Regions from separate parts of the Mus musculus genome. Here all the other regions are linked to region 3. The links are chromatin contacts, called in public ChIA-PET and Hi-C maps. All regions are on one chromosome and are shown on one strand. The core of a region is the stretch at or near the end of the contact, and the rest is flanking DNA. Distances in the headings are between cores, read along the strand shown. Region 1 overlaps Kif1c (kinesin family member 1C). Region 2 has its middle 7.2 kb from the start of Gm40192. Region 3 holds the start of Psmb6 (proteasome (prosome, macropain) subunit, beta type 6).

Region 1 (3,175 bases), core at 304-2,803, 200 kb after region 3:
CTGGTACTCCTGGTACTTAGGAGGCAGTTGGTAAATACTGAACATGCTTAGAAAATGTTGGCCATTGCTCCCCCAGGGTTGGCCAAGTAGATGTGGACATCAAGTTGACTGGCCAGTTCATCCGGGAGCAGCATTGCCTCTTCCGCAGCATCCCTCAGCCTGATGGAGAAGGTAATGGTCAGGGGGGAGAGCAGAATGGCTAAGATGGAGAGGGGGCCTAGGTACCACACAGAGAGCGAGCCATGCAGAAGAGGGGTGCTTCCTCTCCGTCTGCAGCGCGAGCTCATGGGTAAGCAGTGTGGTGATGGCTGTATGCGTGGCTGTGGACAGCTGGGGTCTTGAGGCACAAGTAGCACGTTGCTGTACCTTGGAGAGTGGGGTCTGGGTAATGAGGAAATAGAAATACTGCCTTCTTCATTCTTTTTTTCCCCTTAGCATTATGGTAATTATGTTTGAAACCCATCTTTGTATCAATGGGATATCTGAATTTGTCTCTGTGGGAAACTTGGGTCAATACAGCTATGGTGGCAAGGTTTCTGAGAGCTAAATGACCTTGGTATCTCTGTGGTTCCAAAGCTCTTGGGCCCTTTAGGCCTTACTCTAACTGTAAAGTTTTTAAGAATCCCAGGTTCTAGCCAGGCGTGGTGGCATGCGCCTTTAATCCCAGCACTTGGGAAGCAGAGGCAGAAGAATCTCTTGAGTTCCAGGCCAGCCTGGTCTACACAGCAAGTTCCAGGACAGCCAGGGCTACACAGAAAAGCCCTGTCTTGAAAAACCAAACAAACAAAGAAATCCAGGTTCTGAGGGTGACAGCTTGTTTGACATATCAAAGCCTTGAACAGCTTAGAGTGTGCTGTTGGGAACTGAACCTGGAGCTTCAGTCATGTGCCTGCCAGACAAGCACTCTTAACACTGAGCCCTGTGCACTAGCACTGAGCCCTTCACCCCAACACATTTTCTGTTTGCTTTGGGTTCTCTCTGTGTAGGTCAGACTGACCTTACACTCTTCATTATATTGCCTCAGCGACTCAAAGACTAGGAATACAGGTTCTATACCTGGCTTTCAGCACTTTTGTGTGTGATATGTGTCTGTATGGGTATGTGTGTGTGGTGTGTTCATATCAAGGCCAGAGATTGACATCAGTTGTCCTCTGTAATCGTTTCCCTGGATTCTTTTTTGGTGACACAGTCTTTCTGAGAACCTAAAAGCCCAATGATTCAGCAAGACTGGGTGGCCAGGGAGCTCCAAAGAGCCACCTTCTCCACTCCTCTCAGCTCTCTGGTGACACTGTGCATTACCACGGCCAGCTCATACTGGCAATAGAAAACTCAGGTCCACATGCTAGTGCAGCAGACACTAAGAATTAGCCAGAATGTGCTTGGAGGCAGAGGCAGGAGGCTCACTTGAGCCCAGGAGTTGGGTGGGAGCCTAGGCAGTGTGTAGAGACCATTAAGAAATTAAAAAAAGGGCTGGTGAGATGGCTCAGCAGTTAAGAGCACTGACTGCTCTTCCAGAGGTCATGAGTTCAAATCCCAGCAATCACATGGTGGCTCACAACCATCCGTAATGAGGAAACAAATAAAAAAACCTATGGGCCGGAGCAAGCAGGGCCTGGAGCAGGGAAAAGAAAGAGAAAAAGAAAGAAGGAAAAGATTCAAGTGGCTTACAGCTCAGGTTAAGACATTCAGTTTCAGTTTGGTTCAGGGTTAACAGATTGGTGCAGTCAGTCTGGTCCCCATGGTGAACAAGTGCTTCCTCTTTGAGGGGCTGGAAGCAGTTGAATCAGTTCAGAACAGTGAGATATTGCCAAGTTCCTGTTCTGTGGTTACCTCGGGCAGTAAGCTTGCGAAGGCAGATATTACAGTCTGTGAAGCCCTTTTCAGTATGGCAATGTCCTAGGAGTCTATAGTGTGTCAGAGGAGGTGACACATAGGCATGTGGCTATGTGACTGACACCCATGGGGCAAGCCCATGCTCCAGAGTGCATATGTGTCAGAGGAGGTGTGCACGACTGTGACATATGTTACAATAAAAACAGTCAATGTGTCTGTGCTCCAGGGGGTGGGCTGTAAAGGTTTGGTTCATCTGGGCTGTTCTAACGATAGACTTAAGACTTACCAGGGGTAGGTAGAGAAGGTGTAGGCGCTGGGGACATGCAGTAGTTATAGACTGACCATCTATTTTTCTCTTTGAGTTGTCTCACTCAGTCACAGGAGACAGAGCTGAGGTGTCCAGGTTAGGTAATCAGCCCTAGAAAACAACAGAGCTGGACCGTATCAGAGACTGACAGTTTCAGGGGCTGTGCCCTTGGCTGTGTCCCTGGCTGCTGGATTCCTGAGGAAATGAGGGTTGGGAATGTGGCCGATGTGGTAGAGCGCTCCTGTAGCTTGTGTGAAGCCAGGAGTTTGCCCTTCAGTACTGCACACAGCTAACTGTGCTGTGGCTGTGATCCCAACCCCTTGGGGTGTGGGGTGTGGGGAGCAGGGAACCAGGAGTTCAAGGCCATCCTCCCTGTCTCAAGAAAGGTGGTAAAGCACCTGCTCTGGTCTGGAGCAGTCGTCTCACCTGGACCCACTTTCTTCCTGCAACACCACCCCTGTTTCATCCTTTAGATAATCTTTAGATTATCTGCTTTTAAAAAATTGTTAGAATTCCCAGGCAGTGGTGGCATACGCCTTTAGTCCCAGGACTCAGGAAGCTGAGGCAGGCTGATCTCTGTGAATTCAAAGCCAGCTTGGACTACAGAGTGAGTTCCAAGACAGCCAGGGCTACACAGAGAAACCCGAAAAACAAACAAAAGTTGCAATCATCCTGTTGAAATATGTTCTTCTTTAGTGTCTGCATGCGTGTGGAGGTTAGAGGGCAACTTTCAGGGGTCAGTTCTCTCCTTCTGCCATATGCGTTGGGAGGATTGAACTCATCAGGCATGGCAGCAAATGCCTGCACCTGCTAAGTCATCTTCACTGGCCTTGAGTTATCCTAATTTTCATCCGCCTTACCAGCCAGGTTAAGGTCTGGGAGAGCAGGGATTATTGGTCTTTAACCTCGCATATGGCTGTGTATTGGGGCATGATGGGAAATAAATGAAGGTAAGATAGATTGCCCCTGCCAATCCTCTTGCTGTTCTCAGTCATGCAGTGGTACTCTTAGATGTGTCTTTCCCAGTCTTCCTCT
Region 2 (2,888 bases), core at 242-2,741, 230 kb before region 3:
CTTGGCAACCACTCCCAGGCTCTGACCATCAGATATCATCCTTTCCGGGTTCATAAGCAAAATTTCTTTTACTATTGTCTAAAAATAGTTTCTGCGAAATTTTTAGTTTGTCCCTGTCAAATCTCCTGGTTTTCTATGTTGTCCTATTTCAAGAGACTGGCTTTCTGTGACTCCATGGCTATCAGAGGTACGTTGCTCCAACTGACTGCCTTTGTTGTTGGTCCATGAGTCTATTGTGCAATCACCTCAAATTGGGAAAAAAAAAAAAAAGTCCGGCGCTTGGCTTCTAAGCCATGATCTTGTAAAGTAGTTCTTACAAATAGAGACCTTAAGGCCACAGACTTTATAGCTAAGTTATCAGTATAGACCCCAAGCATCCTCCTCCTCGTTGCTGGGTTTAAAATATATATGGGTCTCCTAAATCCTATCTAAACTTCCTGTAGATGTATTGTTTTCTGGATGAAGAGTCCTTTATTTTCAGCACACTCTTCATTATTAACAAATTCAGTAAGATGAAGAAAACATGAAGCCTAATAATGCTGAATAACAAATTATATTTAAGTATCATAAAATAATTTAACATTAAATACCTAAGAAGTCACTGCAACAAAATACATATGATACACACACACACACACACACACACACACACACACTGAGCTTGGAATCAGAAATCCTGAGTTCTAGTGGCTCTCTGGGCCTGTGCAGCTTGCAGCTCATCTGAGCCACGGTTTCTTTGTTGCACAGGAAAGTCTACCCTTCCGACCTCCCAGGAGAGGCAGCACCTCCCACTACGCAGAGGGAAATTACCACTGTGTTTGTGTTACTATTTGCCTAGAGGATATCCCATCCCAGGGCAGCAGGCACAAGGCTTGATTGAAGCCACACATTTGGGGTCTTCCTGAAGCTGCCATCTTTAAGGACGCAACCCAGAAGAAGGTGGAATGGAGTGGGTGTGAGAGCCACCACTGGCAAAACCTCAGAAGCAGAAGCAAGTTTCCCAGGGCTGGACTTGAATTCTCCATTCCCTGCCTCAGCCTCGGGAGTATTGGGATCACAGATGTATACCACTGTGCCAGGATCAAACTCACGTCTGACCCTTGAAGAATTTCCCCTCCCATCCAACAAACAGTAGCTGGCTGGCTGACACTTTGAGGAAATTGGAGCAGGCTGTGGCGTGATTAGGGGCTTGTCGTGAGAGGACCGAGGATACTGGCTAAGGAGGGATAAGGTGGGTGGCGGAAGCAGAACTGTTTATCACCAGTGTTCTTCGGCTGCAGAGCGGGAGGGCAGTATTTATGCACACAGTGCCTGCTAACTATAAAAGGTTACACACAATTGAAGGGCGTGCCTTGCTCCCACGGTCCCTAAAAATGTTCTGTGTGTCTTCACACCCCGTCTCTCAAGATTTCAAATCATATATAAGACAAATTTACACTTAGAAGACAGCAGTTTCCTGTGCAGGTGCTGAGGCTCACCCAAACGCCTTCCTTCCTGCCCCTCACACCAGAGAGGAGGTGTGTCTCCAGGCTCAGTCCTCTGATGCCTGCTCTCTCCTCTCCTAAGAGAGATGCAGATGATTCTCTGGTCTCCCCTCCAGTGTCTGACTTCTCTCAGAAGTCTGAAATCCACAGCACCTTGAACTTGCTATGCAATAGGGAATGGCCTTGGACTTGTGATCCTCCTGCCTCTACCACTCAAGCTCTAGGATTACGTCCAGCAATTTTTTATTTTTTATTTATTTATTTTTATCTTTTTTGGTTTATTGAAATAGGTTTCTCTATGTAGCCCTGGCTGTCCCGGAACTCACTATGTAGACCAGGCTGGCCTCGAACTCAGAAATCCGCCTGCCTCTGCCTCCCAAGTGCTGGGATTAAAGGCGTACACCACCACTGCCCAGCAAATTTTTTCGTTTTTAAATATTTATTTATTTATTATATATGAGTACACCTTAGTTGTCTTCAGACACACCAGAAAAGGGCATCAGATCTCATTACAGATGGTCGGGAGCCACTATGTGGTTGCTGGAATTTGAACTCAAGACCTCTGGAAGAGCGGTCAATGCTCGTAACCGCTGAGCCATCTCTCTAGCCCCACAGCAATATTTTAATATATAACCATCCATATTGAGAAAGCTAAACATGAGCTTATACTAACACCCAAACTAATCCACAAACACAAACCCTCTTCACTTAGCCTCCTGATTAGTTTTAAGCATGTCTTTTATGTGCAGCTTTATGCTAACACAAACTTATTTTCTAGCAGTAGGTGCAATAAGTTGACTTACATTTACTGTCGTATATGTCTGCTTCTGGATGCCACAATTCTCTCCAAGTATGTATATTGATTTCATGTGTCTGTAGGTCTATTTACACAGAAAATATTTACATTGTTTCATAAATGGACTGTTTGCTTTACATTTATTTTTTTTTTTAATTTAAGACATCATCTACTATGTAGCCCTGGGCTAACCCAGAACTCTGTATGTAGACCATGCTGGCCTTGAATTCACAGAGATTCACCTGCCTCTGCCCACTGAGGGCCAGGACTAAAGGTGTGTGCCACCACACCCATCTGTTGGCTTTGCTTTAAATCATAACTTTACACATACTCGGGAAGGCTGTATATTGATCCTCACAGTGACCACAGTAATCACAGGATCTTGATCAACTCAACTGACAGCTCCTTCTGTTAGCAATGCTAAGATTATTTTGTGTTCTATTTCTGTTGGGTTTTCTCTGCCACTGAACTTGAAAACCCAATCGTAACTCTCTTCTATCCCTTTCTTGTTAGACATATTTTTAGGCCAGGGGCTTATTCAAATTTCCAACCTTTCTACCGGCTTTCTCTTTTGATGCTTACACAACTCCCACACTACTTTCTCCCAA
Region 3 (3,204 bases), core at 281-2,780:
ACCTAAATATAAAAATAACACAATACAATAATTAAAAACTCAAGCAATTCTTTTTTAAAATTGACAAAGATCTTGAATGGACATTGCTGCAAAGAAGATACACAAAGAACTCACTAGCCATGGAAATATGCTTAACTAATTATTCGGGGAAAACAAATCAAAATCATACACTCACGTCCACATGCACTAGAATGGCACGATTTTTTTTTATTCTACAAACCATATTTAATTATAAAATCAAGAATTTTAGTATACAAGAATTGAGTTGGCCCAAGTATTTATATAAAGAACCAACCTACATAATTCATTAGACAAGAAATGATTTCTTCATTGTAATGACTCTTTTTTTTTCCATATTTTTTTATTGGGTATTTATTTCAATTACATTTCCAGTGCTATCCCAAAAGTCCCACACACGCTCCCCCACCCACTCCCCTACCCACCCACTCCCACTTCTTGGCCCTGGCGTTCCCCTGTACTGAGGCATATAAAGTTTGCACGACCAATGGGCCTCTCTTTCCACTGATGGCCGACTAGGCTATCTTCTGATTCATATGCAGCTAGAGACACGAGCTCCAGGGGGGGTATTGGTTAGTTCATATTGTTGTTCTACCTATAGGATTGCAGATCCCTTCAGCTCCTTGAGTACCTTCCCTAGCTCCTCCATTGGGGGCCCTGTGATCCATCCAATAGCTGACTGTGAGCATCCACTTCTGTGTTTGCCAGGCCCCGGCATAGTTTCACAAGAGACAGCCATATCTGGGTCCTTTTAGCAAAATCTTGCTAGTGTATGCAATGGTGTCAGCGTTTGGAAGCGGATTATGGGATGGATCCCCGGATATGGCAGTTTCTAGATGGTCCATCTTTTCGTCTCAGCTCGAATGGCACGATTTAAAATGTATTAAAAATATAATACATAGGTGAGAATGTGTAACGGTGGAAACCCTCAGATATGGCAGGGGTGATTGTCAAGGGGTATAGATGCTCCCAAAAAACAATTGTAGCTTCTTCAAAAGTTCTTGTGGGACCCGGGAAGTAGGTACCCCGGACTATTGAAAACACGACCTGACCATTCCAGTTTGTACTCTTATCTTGTGGGTTCTTTGAACTAGGACACCAATCAGGTTATAGTGTATCCAACCTGTTAACATTGCGACACAACGTTGTTATTTACAAAACCCACATACTTCAGACTATACAATCAAGTTACCAAAACAAACAAACGACCCCCCCCACACACACACACACACACCTAAAACCTTATAATGTAAATTAGGCTTCATTTCCAAGTATCCTTTGCCTCCGGGAGCCACAAGCCTCTGGTGAGGCAAATCTTTGAGAAGAGGCTCCGCCCTTTTCCCCCCTTCCTAGACCCGCCTCTTTTTTTTTTTTTTTTTGGTAATTTGACACACTGCCGTAAAGTGCCCACTGACTCTAACGACGAGTTCCTACCTCTGTCTTTTCCCTTCTGCCGTCAAGCAGCTTCGCTCCCAGAAGGCCACAGAGGCGGACTAAAGAGAGTGACGGAGCGCTTTACGACGGTTGCTTTGTGGCAGAGTAGCAGAGGAAGATGGCGGCCGCCTTAGCTGTTCGTCGAGCGGGGTCTGCACCGGCCTTTGGGCCGGAGGCTCTCACCCCAGACTGGGAAAACCGGGAAGTCTCCACAGGGGTGAGGAAAGAGCCAGAGTTCGGAAGACATGTACTAGGCCTGACGGGAGGAAAAACATGAAGCCCGAGTGGGTTTGACTGAGTGGGTTGGGGGGGGGGGAGCGCTGTGTTCTGCGAGAGGGAGAGGGATTCCTTGAATGCTGGCGTGGGGTGATACCTTTCGTGATGAGAGGTGAACAGTAGGCTGAAGCATAAGAGTCTGAATCCTGGGGTTTGGAGATTGTAGTTTTTATATTCTCTGACGTGTTGAGCCCCCTTAAGATTTGATAATAGGTTCGCGGAGCACGAATTTTGCATTATAAAATCCGGGTGAAGAATTATTGAGGTCGGTATATACTCGAGAATGCGGTAAGGCTAAAAGAGTTACCTTTTTTACACTATTCTTCCCAGACCACGATCATGGCTGTGCAGTTTAATGGGGGCGTGGTTCTAGGAGCGGACTCCAGGACAACCACTGGGTGAGCTCAAAACAGAAAGTCTTCCCGTTTCCCCTACTCCAAACATATACCATTCCTGCCTGTCAGCCCATCCTTACCCTCCTCAGACCACTGTGGCAAGAGAAGTTTCTCCACTACCTGGAGATAATAAGGACTTGTTCCTAATTCTGTGGTTTCCAGGCCCCCTCACCCTTTGGTGAACTACCAGTAAAGGTCTGTTCTCCATTCATCCGGCTTCATTTTCCATGAGGACTAGTAGGTGGTAGCAGTATTTGTATCCCTGGAGCTGCAGGGAGTAGACGGTGATGTGGTGGAGGAGGGAGGCAAGTGGGCTCCTTCTCACTGTTTCCGCCATCCTGCAGGTCCTACATCGCCAATCGAGTGACTGACAAGCTGACCCCTATCCACGATCACATCTTCTGCTGCCGCTCAGGCTCAGCCGCTGATACCCAAGCAGTGGCAGACGCTGTCACTTACCAGCTTGGTTTCCACAGGTACTTGTGGGCAGGGGAGGAACAACGACCCTGAAGGCTCTGGAACATAAGGCACTAAAAGGCCTGACTCCAGATCCTGATATTGCTTTGTTTGTGATCTTCCAACCCCACCTTCTAGTATTGAACTGAACGAGCCTCCACTAGTCCACACAGCCGCCAGTCTCTTTAAGGAGATGTGTTACCGGTACAGAGAAGATCTGATGGCAGGAATCATCATTGCAGGCTGGGACCCTCAAGAAGGAGGGCAGGTCAGGCCCTCCTCACCAGAGTACTGGAGTCACACCTCTGATGCTCCACCCCTTCGGCCATTTTGTTTGTCTGTCTGTCTGTCCGTCCTGTATGCATGTATCCTTATGGGTACATGTGTGTGGAGGCCAGAGGTGTGCCAGGGTTGTCTTCCTCATGAGACAGTCTCACTGAAGATAGAGCTCACTTTTAGCTAGGCTGCCTATCCAATGAGCTCTAGCAATTATACACCCTGCACCCTACTCCCAGAGCTGGGGTTACAGATACACATGCCCAGCTTTTACATAAGTGCTGGGGATTTGAAATCAGGTCTTCATACTTGCCTTAGCAGGCCCTTTACCACCCAAGCCATCCCTAGT

Evidence for each region. A called contact is a pair of places that touch in the nucleus more often than the background predicts. ChIA-PET counts read pairs in DNA pulled down with a chosen protein or histone mark.
Region 1: a contact with region 3 is called in a Hi-C map of bone marrow-derived macrophages, with 32 read pairs. The contact joins the enhancer-like site here to the promoter of Psmb6 in region 3. A contact is called at or near these places in 18 of 39 promoter capture datasets (the 3T3-L1 cell line, the C10 cell line, the HPC-7 cell line and 10 more), 3 of 484 Hi-C or Micro-C datasets (B cells, bone marrow-derived macrophages and neural stem cells), 14 of 115 datasets of contacts at active chromatin or transcription factors (bone marrow-derived macrophages, craniofacial prominence, effector CD8 T cells and 10 more) and 5 of 9 other capture datasets (adipose tissue, bone marrow-derived macrophages, embryonic stem cells and 2 more).
Region 2: an RNA polymerase II ChIA-PET map of effector CD8 T cells shows a contact between it and region 3, with 9 read pairs. The contact joins the enhancer-like site here to the promoter of Psmb6 in region 3. A contact is called at or near these places in 10 of 39 promoter capture datasets (the C10 cell line, the HPC-7 cell line, cranial neural crest and 5 more) and 3 of 115 datasets of contacts at active chromatin or transcription factors (effector CD8 T cells, fetal liver and memory CD8 T cells).

The regions. Positions count from the first base shown.
Region 1 is chr11:70,718,923-70,722,097 of GRCm38.p6, forward strand. It overlaps Kif1c (kinesin family member 1C), which reads left to right. Exons shown (of 23, transcript NM_153103.2): 18 at 77-171. Among named protein-coding and RNA genes, the nearest start is that of Mir6925, 15 kb to the left of the region's middle. Within about 2 kb of position 1,554, at least 84 of the 459 cell types and tissues checked have an H3K27ac peak or open chromatin away from gene starts, as enhancers often do. A contact at or near this core is called in B cells, bone marrow-derived macrophages and pancreatic cancer cells, where this site is marked.
Region 2 is chr11:70,296,815-70,299,702 of GRCm38.p6, forward strand. No RefSeq gene overlaps it. Among named protein-coding and RNA genes, the nearest start is that of Gm40192, 7.2 kb to the left of the region's middle. Within about 2 kb of position 1,492, at least 57 of the 459 cell types and tissues checked have an H3K27ac peak or open chromatin away from gene starts, as enhancers often do. A contact at or near this core is called in the HPC-7 cell line, effector CD8 T cells, hematopoietic stem and progenitor cells and 1 more, where this site is marked.
Region 3 is chr11:70,523,827-70,527,030 of GRCm38.p6, forward strand. Psmb6 (proteasome (prosome, macropain) subunit, beta type 6) reads left to right here and starts at 1,531. Exons shown (of 6, transcript NM_008946.4): 1 at 1,531-1,669; 2 at 2,059-2,126; 3 at 2,468-2,599; 4 at 2,718-2,847. The coding sequence starts at 1,571.